Regions from separate parts of the Anas platyrhynchos genome. Here region 1 is linked to region 2. Evidence: chromatin contacts called from public Hi-C data. All regions are on one chromosome and are shown on one strand. The core of a region is the stretch at or near the end of the contact, and the rest is flanking DNA. Distances in the headings are between cores, read along the strand shown. Region 1 overlaps AFG2A (AFG2 AAA ATPase homolog A). Region 2 overlaps AFG2A (AFG2 AAA ATPase homolog A).

Region 1 (5,501 bases), core at 1,879-4,378, 65 kb after region 2:
CACAACACAAAAAGCTCTTGCATATCCCACGTGAGACAAAGTTCAAGCTGGAGAAGTCCTACAGCCCTGTCCTGCCCCGAAGCAGCTGGGTTCTCCAGCAGTAAGCAGCATCCTTGGAAGTGGCAGTCCTGTGCTCGATGCAGTAGCACTGCACCTACCACCCTTTGGGTGTTCAGCTCAAGGCCTGAGCAGTGTTTGGAGTTATCACCTAGGTGAGGTACAGCCCTACCATTTTCTCTTCCTTTCCTAAACATCACATTCCCTTTGCACCTCCTCCCAACACAGTCAACAAAAGTAACGAAGCAAAAAGCGAGGTTCAGTTTGGCTCCCTCCTGGCTGCAAAGCATTTTTTTTTTTTCAAAGCACTATACAGCATCGAAACTATCTGAATCCAGTCCACTAAAAACGAGGTACTTCAGGTGTCAGTGCAAAATGAAGTTCATGAGCTGAATTCTTATGCCACTCTGCTCCCCCCCCCCCAACTTTACTTCAGTAGGATTCAAATCTGCTGCATATAAAATGCTGCTGACATGACTTTATTGCACAGAAGAGCCCTTTTCAGCATGGCCCAGGGTATCAGACTCCTGTATTGTCTAGGTAACAGATCATGATTATCAACCCAGAAGGGACAGTAACACTTGTATAGGAAAGAAACAAGTTCCCAAGTATTCTGCATACGGCATTGTTTTAAAACCATAATAATTAATTTTAAATCCACATTAACAAGACCCACAATACCTTGATAGACTATTAGCTGAAGATGCAAACATAGGGAAACAGGTCAAGTTCTTTTTTTACACTTAAGATTTTTGCAGCAAAAATCTCTGCAAACTAACTTTGTGCATGAAAACTCCCCTCACGGAGGTTTTACAGACAAGCCACAGGAGTTTATTAGAACAGTAATTCATCTCAGTGTGCTCAAGCAGTTCAGCTTGATTGCCTTCTCAGACCAGTTATCGTCTCAGCTGCTTTTGTTTATTTATTTATTTTGGACCAGATGCAGAAGGAAACTTCCTTAAGCCAGAATGGCGGGGAGGACAGGCCCTTTAGTTCAATTGCTGTGCTGATGGAGATCAGACGTACAGCTTTGGGGGAAACATCTAATTTCACGTTTTAAACACCTGCATAAAAAAAAAAATCTGAGTCTGATCAGAGGAATCAGGGGACTGGGATTTATGAGTAAGACTGTCAAGAGTATAAGAAACAGAATACAGTATTTCCAGCTCTCTTGCCAAATACGTATTATGACTTCAGTTCATTTTACATAGATTCAAGTGAGCAAAAAAAAAAAAAAAAAAAAAGAGAGAGGGAGAGAGAGAAAAGGAAAAAAAAAAAAGTCTTACAGTCTACAGAAACATCAGGGATTAAATGTCAATAGCAAATCTCTCAGTACTTCCTGCCACTATGCCAAATAAAGCCTGCTTCCAAGCCAAACATCTGCTTTGTCTGTCCCAAACAGGAACTCATGAGAAGGAAATGTAGCACCCTTTACCACTGTGGTCAAAAGACAACATTTTTAAAATTCCACTTAATTCAACGATTTACCTGTAAAATCTCTGAAAAAGTATTAAAAAAAAAAAAAAAAAGGCTATTTGTACTCTGTTCCTCAAGGGCTTCCATGACCAAGACATCATTCATCAATCATGCAAATGCTGTACTGGCAAGAATATTCACCCAGGCTAATGTTTTTCACAGAAGCTCTCATTCCACATACATTAATTCTAAAAGAATAAACCAGACTGACATTTATTATGTGCACATGTATATAGAGCCCTCTGTCTCTTTTGCTCTCTAAAATATGAGATTATACAAAAATCAGGTGTTCCAATGACATTAACACAACTCTGGGAGTACAGCTTTATCTGTGCCTATGCTATCAAGCCTCCGCAATAACTGTAGGGGATCACATATTTTTCCTATTTTCCTGCTCTTTGCTGCAACTGAAGAGTAATATCATAGTATACCAGATTATATTCTGCAAACCTATACTGCAAATTAACATATATAAACATTTTTCTAGGCCAAAAACTCTAGCAGAGCTCCCCCAGCACAGCATTCTGATGTTCCAGGCTGCGGAGGCATCCTGGGAACCGCATTCGAAATTCCCTGCTGTCATTTGTGAAGGCTGACAGATTGTCCCCACAGATAACAGGACAGCATTCTTTATGAGGAGCTGGGATCTTTTCGAATGAATACAAGGCTTCTACAATTACAGGTAAGTGCCGTACTCCTCCCTTTTAGAAAGAAAATCCTCTTAGATGCCAATACCAGTGGAGGCAAACTGTGAATCTTGGTACGTACTGTGACAGTGAGATACTCTAGAAATTGTTCCTGTGCATTTTACAGAGCTAAAAAAAAATAATCAGATATATTTCTCTCAAACAATTACATATCTCAAGCATGAAAATGCCAGTCGATGATGACATACCCAACAGTTCAAAGCAAAAGGAGAACTGTAACAACATATATCAAAACATGTGCCATGTATATTGAGCTGCTGCTCCATTCAGCTGAGCTGTACCAATTTACACCACCTGACAATCTTGCCAAAACATTCTTTGCATTCCTAAAACAATTTGTATATGCAATTAATTAATTCCCACATCGCTTTGTTGAGACACTTAAGTCAGCTTTCTCCCTTTGGAGGCTGGAGATGTGTTGACTAACAAAACTTACAGAACCAGGAAGGGGCAAAGCCCAGCTGAGCACTTCTTGCTTGCCTTAATCCTGTGATTGCTCTCACAAATAGATCACAGGGCACTTAAAGCTGTGGAGGTAAAGGACCCAGAAGCTATGTTACTGGTCAGAAAATATTTAAAATTTAGAATAGCATTATTTGGCTATGAACATCAGAGTTCAAAACCATGGTGAAGGCACTGCCACAGCGTGAACAGTAAAATAAGGAAGGGAAACAAGAAGGAGAGACAAAACTGAGATAATCCACCCACGCGTGCACACACACAAAGGAACAATAAATAAATCCATAGCACTATCAAGAAATGAATAAAACAGTTCAATACATTTACCAGCTGTTATGACCTTGAGGTCTCTTTTAAAAGAGATAGTGAGTTCTCCACACTGGAGGAAAGGAACCAGAAGTTCAAGTCAAACTATGTTTTAGATACGAATGTCTGCAGATAGGAATATGTCTATATCCAGTTTCTTTCAGGACTGATAAATCAGCAATGACTCAAGAGATCCTAATTCTTTTGGGAATAAAAAACTTTTGTTTTTCTCCTAATAAATCCCATTGGCATTGCTATTCAGATATTACAGAAGTAAATGGCAAAAGATAGCCGCTAATAGTGAACAGGTTTTCAATAAAGAACAATATTTATTCAGTCTGCATTATTTAAAAAGCATTTTGTTAGGACTTGCTGGAGTTTTTAGTTGTTTTTATCTCGTAGATCTCTTATCAGTTTCAAGCCAAAAGTCATGTTTCCACACGAAATATTAATAGTCTCATTTTGCACTAGTGGGCATGCTGCATTGCAACAAGCTGCAGCTTGCTGCCAAGTGGAGCTTGCATTGCTGGGGACATGCTACATTTTTAGGTCAACATTTGAAAGACAAACAGCTATTAAGCATCTCTGTGCAATACACGTGGATTCTTCCCTTTGCCTCCTTTAAAACTTCCATTGTACTTACTAATCCTTACATGCATTGAGAGTGCAAGGATTGCTACGAGATACTTCTTAATACGGAATACTCCATGCATCAGCTATGTGCTGTTGGTGGCAATGCTTTTCTCTGTTCTTCATCTAGATAACACAGAAGCAGACAGGAAACAGAAACTGAGAATTGCGAAAGAAGTGTTAAGTGATGAAACATTTTTAAAAAATCCTTCAGGCCTTCATTCCCATTTCCTCAAGTTTGCTGCTACGCTGGACGTAGGAAGACAGGGAACTGAGCTCCAAGTCAGACCACCTGGTAGGCTGCTGAAAAGCCAGGAAGGCCTGGGAACCTTTGTATCTCAGTGAAATGAAAGACCTTTTCCCATCCAGCCATCCTTAATTGCTCAGTGTATTTCCTGGCGATCGCAAAGGAAATGAGTTGCTGCTCAATTCACTAGAGCCCTGTTCTATAGCTCACTTTAAAAAACAAAAAAAAAAATCAATGAGGGGGAAAAAGGCATAAAAGAGTAGCCGAGCAAAATGGGTAACTGGACTTAAAGAAACTCGGATCTAATTCCTAGGTTGCTTTTAGTTTCCCATATGGTTTTGAGCAGATGCATTTTATCTACCTTACCACAGCTGCTCACTGTTTCACCTGTTAATGGACTTTAGCCATCACAGAAACTGCAATTCCCTCAAATATTCTGAGGGAGAGTACCATGTACATCTGTAGGTACCCTCCTTACATCCACTCACAAGCCTCCCACTAGTTGTTTGTATCTTTTCTGCTACTTAGATTTATTTTTGTAAAAGAAGGTCCCATGAACATAGTCACACAACAGCTGCCTGACAGTCAAGGCTGCAGGAGCTTGTCCCTCATAAGGAACACCTGCAATCTCTCTAAAACTTCCACAAGTACACAACACCATACGTTGGTACATGCTGGAGTGAAACCAGGCGTGGATTTGGAGTTGGAACCCCAGCAAAGTTTCCAAGGGCACAGGGAAAAGCAAGCAGACCTTTAGAAAAGTCAAGCAGTCCATACTCTGGGACCAGTGTTTATGAACTTACCTTGCCATCAATCAGTTCCCATCTCATATGGGAATTTTATTATCACTGTTCTTTGTGAACATAGTCTTTGGGGGTATTTCCCAAGGGCATTCCCTTTTAGTACAAAAAAACAAGCACAAAAATGAAACAAAAAACTTTGACCAAACTGGAAATGAATGAGAGAATGTTTATTAATTCTCTGCATGTGAGAACTAAATTTGCAAAAGTGAATAGTTAGGAAATTTGGACATCTAAAATGGAATTGATTTCTGTGCATCTATTAATATGGCTTATATTGAAAGACTTGGTTTTAGATGTACTGTTGCTAAGCTCATGGATTCCCTCATTACTGTCAGCCAAATAAAGCATTGACATCGTACATGGCTTTTCCCCTAAAGTATTCCCACATAATGGCAGGTAGGAAGAGGCTATTATTTCCAATTAATGAAATCATCATCTAATTTATTTTATCTGGTTTTAGGAGACAAAAACCATCTGATGTTAAAATAAAATAAAAAAAGCAATACTTTCCATATGACCTGAGCATCATCCACTTGCTAATTCCTCAAGTGTTTGAGTAAAGCACCAGACACAAGCCTCTGTTACCTGGGATCTGGCCAGTTGCCACATGTTAACTACAAGGAGCATGTGAGGGGAGCAGCGAGAGGAGAAAGGGAAAGAGGGAGACAATGAAAGAGTAGAAGAAAATGAGAAGACAATGGGACTCGGTGACTTAGAACATATTAAACTGCGGTAGTGTTCAAAAAAGGAAAAATAAGTGTTAGAAAACATGAGTGTGTTTCGTTAAGCATAACAAGTAATTTAAATCCTGTCCCA
Region 2 (5,116 bases), core at 2,529-5,028:
CCAGCCCAGGGAAGAAGGCAAGGACGTTAGGAAAATCAGAGGGATTGCAGGGCATGGAAAGCCTGTGTGAGCTGCCTCCAAGAGCAGATTTCCCAGCCCATGACACCAAAGCTACAAAATGGCCTCATTCGGTGACTGAGAAACTACTGGGGTGGTGAAGAGAAAACCAGTGTAGGCTATGGGTACTGAGAAACAATGCTGCAGAGCCTCAGGACTGGTCCCTGGCTGGAATTAAAGGTAAGCCAGATAACACTGATAAACATCATGAGGGAAAAAAAAAAAAAAGTAGAGATTGAAGCTTTTCATGTGTATTAAAGTGACAATGGCAAAACATGGTTTCTTCCGCCAAACACAACTACCACCCTTCCACTCCTACAGCTGGTGTACTACATTTGTAACTCAGCAGTTCTCAAGTGCTCCTGAACTATATTAGAAAATGCATTTTTGCTTTCCTCACAGGTCAGACCGCTAACCATATCCCACAGAGCTCATCTGCCCTCTTCCTGTCTCCCCAGGACAAGTCAGCAAAGAGGCTCAGGTTTCCTGACAGAGGCAGTGAGGACCAAAGCACCTCTCCGACAGGACATCACAGCAGGCGGATATACCCTGGGGGGGTACAACCGGGAAAGGTCGATAGAGACAGGAACAGGGAGGTGTCAAACTGAGCCAGCAATTCCCTAAATGCTTTGGTTTCAGGAGACGACAATGAAGGCTGAAGTCTGCAGAGAAGTGCCAGCCCCTGCTGCAGCACTAAGTACCCGTGAGCAAATGGCACAGAGACTGCCGGTTTTCTCTGCACCTCCCCATCAATCCTTTTCTGATAAAGATTTTAATTATTTTTTTTTTTTTTTGTGGGTTTCTATGTCTGTGAAGCACGTTTGTTCCACTTAGATTAATTCCTTCTTTTCTTTTCTTCTCAGAGAAACAAGTTACAACTTCCAACCACGTCAGGCTGCAGCTCCAGTGCTGCAGACTCCTCACTCACCCACTGCGTCTCTTTCCTCAATTCCTCTCTATCTGATTTACTGTTTACTTGTGGAACATATGGGAAACATGCAGGGAAAGCATGCATCCGGGTTCATGTTCAGAATAAATACTTTTTATGACTATTCCCATGACCTGCAGCAATAGACTAGATTAGTCACCCACAACTATGTATAATCATACAATCATTTAAATACGTTTTCAAAACAGAGTACGTTTTAAGATACAGATCAACTAAATATTCCTCTATAGAGTCTCTAACACCTATTTCCTACAACTTTACTATTTCCACCTGAGAAAGCGTTATCTTCCAAGAGTTGAGTTCTCCCTCAAAAGTACTGTGCAGAAATAGAAATAAACGTGAAAGTATTTGTGCTACTCAGTCGTCTCCATGTTCTTAATGAAAGAACAATGAAGAAGTGTAGTACGTAAAGACTGAAAATTGATGCTCATGCTGAAGTAAAAGTGCCATTTATCAACATCTGCTGAAGTAGCTTTTTTTTTTTTTTTTTTTATCTTCCCATTTCAGAAAACCAAACCCCCTCTCATTTCAGGTTCATCCAAAAGCAGAATTGCAAAGATTTTCTGCTGAACAGAAAACTGAATATTTCTCTAGCAGAATATGTCATTTAATCCAAAAGCAAATAAACAACAGTTCGAATTCAACCTCACACAATATGCTTAGCAGCAGAATTGAAAGGAAATCTTGAAAAAGTAATTTTGAATTGAAATACTTAAAACCTTTTCAAGCCAAAACATTCTGAAATCTTCTCCTAAGGTAAAAATAAATAAATAAATAAATAATAAAATAAATAAATGACAAGAAACCTACAATCTTAACTGCTTTTTTTTTTTTTCTATGTAAGTAATGAGAGAGCAATGGCCTATACTACTTCGGTTAATTCAGGATTATTATTATTTTTTTTAAATTATCATCATCATCCACCTTTGGGTTGAATTAAAATCTGGTGTATCTCTTTTGGTTTGGGAAACAGTCCTGATAATCTTTTAAGTGTTGCTGCACATGCAGCTGTCAGCAGTGAAGAGCGCCTGTTGCTCTCCCCACGCCATCCACCACACAGAAGCCAGAAGCTCATCTGCTACAGGAGAGCTGGAGAACATCTCATCTGCCAGACTGCTTGACTGCATTGTGCTATAAGGTTTAACCAAAACACATGACCATATTCCTTTTCTCACAATCATGCACAAAAGATGAAAAAATAGATTTCATAAAGGAACTCTGCTTTTTGAGCTCTTTTTTTTGTATGAATTTGAGGGTGAGTGTTATTTCTACAGGAGAATTTTGGAATACTGTAGTAAACCTTTAAAAAGGAAAGGATTTTGTTTTCCTTCTTTTCAAGAAATACTTTCCCCATATGTTTCTGAGACGATGTGCGAGGCACTATAAAGTCTTTCTGTCTCACCACAACAGGGCTGTTCAGCAAAACACTTCAGCAAATGCTCAGCTGTAAGCACACTTAGGAGCCCATTTACTCCCAGTCAGTGCAAAGGTTTCTGAACCAGAAGGGACTTGCCCTCACTTCTTAAGCCAAGCACATGGGTAACAGCTTTCCTGAACTGAGGCCTCTCAGTAAGTTAGTTGTCAGGCACACATGGATGCGTGGTACTGACCACGCTGCCGAAAGAGTCAAGTTGTTCTTGGAAGAAGACTGGTCGATCTCTACTGGCCAGCTCCTTCGCCAGCTCCATCTGAACTGAGAAAATGTGGTATCTGGAAAATTATTTGAAACAATTTCCCTTCAACAGGTTTACTTGTTGTTCTGCTTGTTTGGGGGACAGAAGGCTGAAATGCAAAGAGTCATTACTTGGTGAAAAGCAAAAAAACATTTCCATATATGATTACTTACATTAATATGTATCATTTTACATAGTACATCTACATATGGAATCTATTATTATTGAGGAAATGTTTTTTTAATGAGGAAGACTGAACAATACTTAAGAGAGAAAATGTTCAAACCAATGCTAATTTGCAGCAGAAGTAACAAAATATTTTAATAAAAAACAGTAAAAAGTCTGGCCTTCATACCCAATACCAGCCCTATCATCCTATGTTTACACCTTGAGAACAGGATTCAGCTCGTGTGGCTTTTCCAATCTTTGCAAACTTCCTCAGCCTAAGTTTAAACTCCACCTCTGTCAAAGAGTTTTAAGAGTAAGAACAGTTTTTCAGCTCTGCAGAAGAATAGAGATAGCTCGTCAGACTTCTTTTTTTTTCATGAAAGTATTTTTTATTACCCCTGTTTTTTCACAGAGCCTGTGCCTGCCCTCCATCCCTAGTCCCAAACTCATAAAGAAAAAATAAATAATAATAATAATAAAAGGATTTAGGAAATACAATCACTTCTGTATAAATGTAGCTAATTATATTCTCAATTGCTGAAACACTGTTTCCTCTCCCTGCATGCTGGGATTAATTAAGCTTTCCTTAAATGCTGTATATGAATTAAGAAGAAGCAAACAACAAAAAACCCTCACTATTTTCAAATGAAAAAAATCTGGTGCTAAAAAGTCCTGGCAGGCTAAGCATTAGTACAATAAAACTGCTGGCTTTTCAATGGTAAAAATAAAGTGACTAAAAGCTCCGTTGTAAAAAGGGGAGACTTTCGAGAAAACCCCTTCACGGCAGGAGGGAGATACTTTCTTTCAGGAATCATATCAGAAACAAGGATGAATTATTACTATCAAATATAAGCCTCAAAATAGAATCCCTCTGTTATCGTAGTGCAAATATTAATGCATATTTGCTATTCCTGCCAAATGTTATCAGCGTTGTTCCGACTTGCAGGGAACAACCTGTTCTGTGCGGATCCTGACTGGACTAGGACTGGACTAGGTTTATCATTTTAACACCAACAACGTCGTTTTGTTCACCTTGAGAAACCACAGCACGAGCGACGCTCACCAGGGGATATAGCAAGGATCTGCACTGGCTCGGCAGAAAAAGCCTCGGGAGCCCCAGCACCGCGAGATGAGCAGAGGGGCTCCTCTAGTCCCCGGTGCTGTCACTGGCCCTGGCATCTACCTTAACTTGCTCTCTTTACTTACCTTCGTACAGACAGCAGTGTTAAGCACTTTTTTGTAGGCTCAACTGCTGCATTACTCTTCCACCCCCTCCTCATTTATTTATTTATTCATGTTCATTCTGAATTTCCAGCCATTTTCTTTGCTATGAATGTTTCTTTAGATTGATTACAATTTCCTGAAAGATGCATGCTTGGTTCTGATAATCCCTCAGCTTCTCCCATATTATCCATGTTACTTTTTTCCTTATTTTCTGTCTCATTGTTTTTGTTTTGCTTTAATCCATGTGAATTTCTTCAGTACTCTCTGCTTTATTAAAACAGACTCCTTGTTTAAAGCATGGTACGTCTGCTTTCTCCCCTCCCCCCCCCCCCCCTTAAACTATTTTATTTTATTTTTTAATTTATCAACTTTCAAAGCTTCCTTGCTATGTTGTCCAAGTCTCTCTTTCAATGACATGGTGTCAAAATGGCAGTGAAACCAGCACCAGCCCAAGCTACACTGGTTTTGATAGGGAACTTACTGGGAACATCCCACAGGAGCCAGGTGCTGAAACAGATGTGTGTCCTGCCAAAGACTCAATTTACAATAATGCAATTTACAACAGTATTGTGAACATAAGTCCTGATTTTGAGTCTGCACATTGCAAAAATAGTCCAACTTAGTAAATGAGAAGAAATAAGGCAAACAGACTAGAAAATTATCCTCAGTTCTTTTAGGTGATGATAGCTCATAACACAAAGGTCTCAAAACCACAACTCTGAACTAAAATACCTCATGTATAAGAAGAGGACTGGATCATCATCTTTGTCATTGCAGCCCTCTGCTTAGGCTTCTCTCGAGTAAAACTGGCTGGCAATCTCTCCGAAAGTCTCTCTACAGGGAAGACCAGTCCCAGCACCTGGCTGTATGTGGAACTAGGCAGGCATCACGACACAAGTGTTTCTCCTGTTACGTCGGTGGCCCACAGATGCTGCCACATACAATGCTGAATGCCTTCCGAGCCTTGTGTAACAACAGATTTCAATGATAAATCTGAACACCAGCACTGTTTCAGGCTTTGAAATACAGTTTACCTCTTACTGAA

Evidence for each region. Hi-C and Micro-C count contacts between places; a contact is called where the count stands out from the background.
Region 1: a contact with region 2 is called in a Hi-C map of small yellow follicle, with 2.1 times the contacts expected there. The contact joins two enhancer-like sites. A contact is called at or near these places in 2 of 8 Hi-C or Micro-C datasets (skeletal muscle and small yellow follicle).

Annotation. Positions count from the first base shown.
Region 1 is chr4:46,163,808-46,169,308 of IASCAAS_PekinDuck_T2T, forward strand. The region is part of intron 14 of AFG2A (AFG2 AAA ATPase homolog A); the gene reads right to left. Among named protein-coding and RNA genes, the nearest start is that of NUDT6, 100 kb to the right of the region's middle. Within about 2 kb of position 3,129, at least 2 of the 8 cell types and tissues checked have an H3K27ac peak or open chromatin away from gene starts, as enhancers often do. A contact at or near this core is called in small yellow follicle, where this site is marked.
Region 2 is chr4:46,098,418-46,103,533 of IASCAAS_PekinDuck_T2T, forward strand. The region is part of intron 15 of AFG2A (AFG2 AAA ATPase homolog A); the gene reads right to left. Among named protein-coding and RNA genes, the nearest start is that of SPRY1, 41 kb to the left of the region's middle. Within about 2 kb of position 3,779, at least 2 of the 8 cell types and tissues checked have an H3K27ac peak or open chromatin away from gene starts, as enhancers often do. A contact at or near this core is called in small yellow follicle, where this site is marked.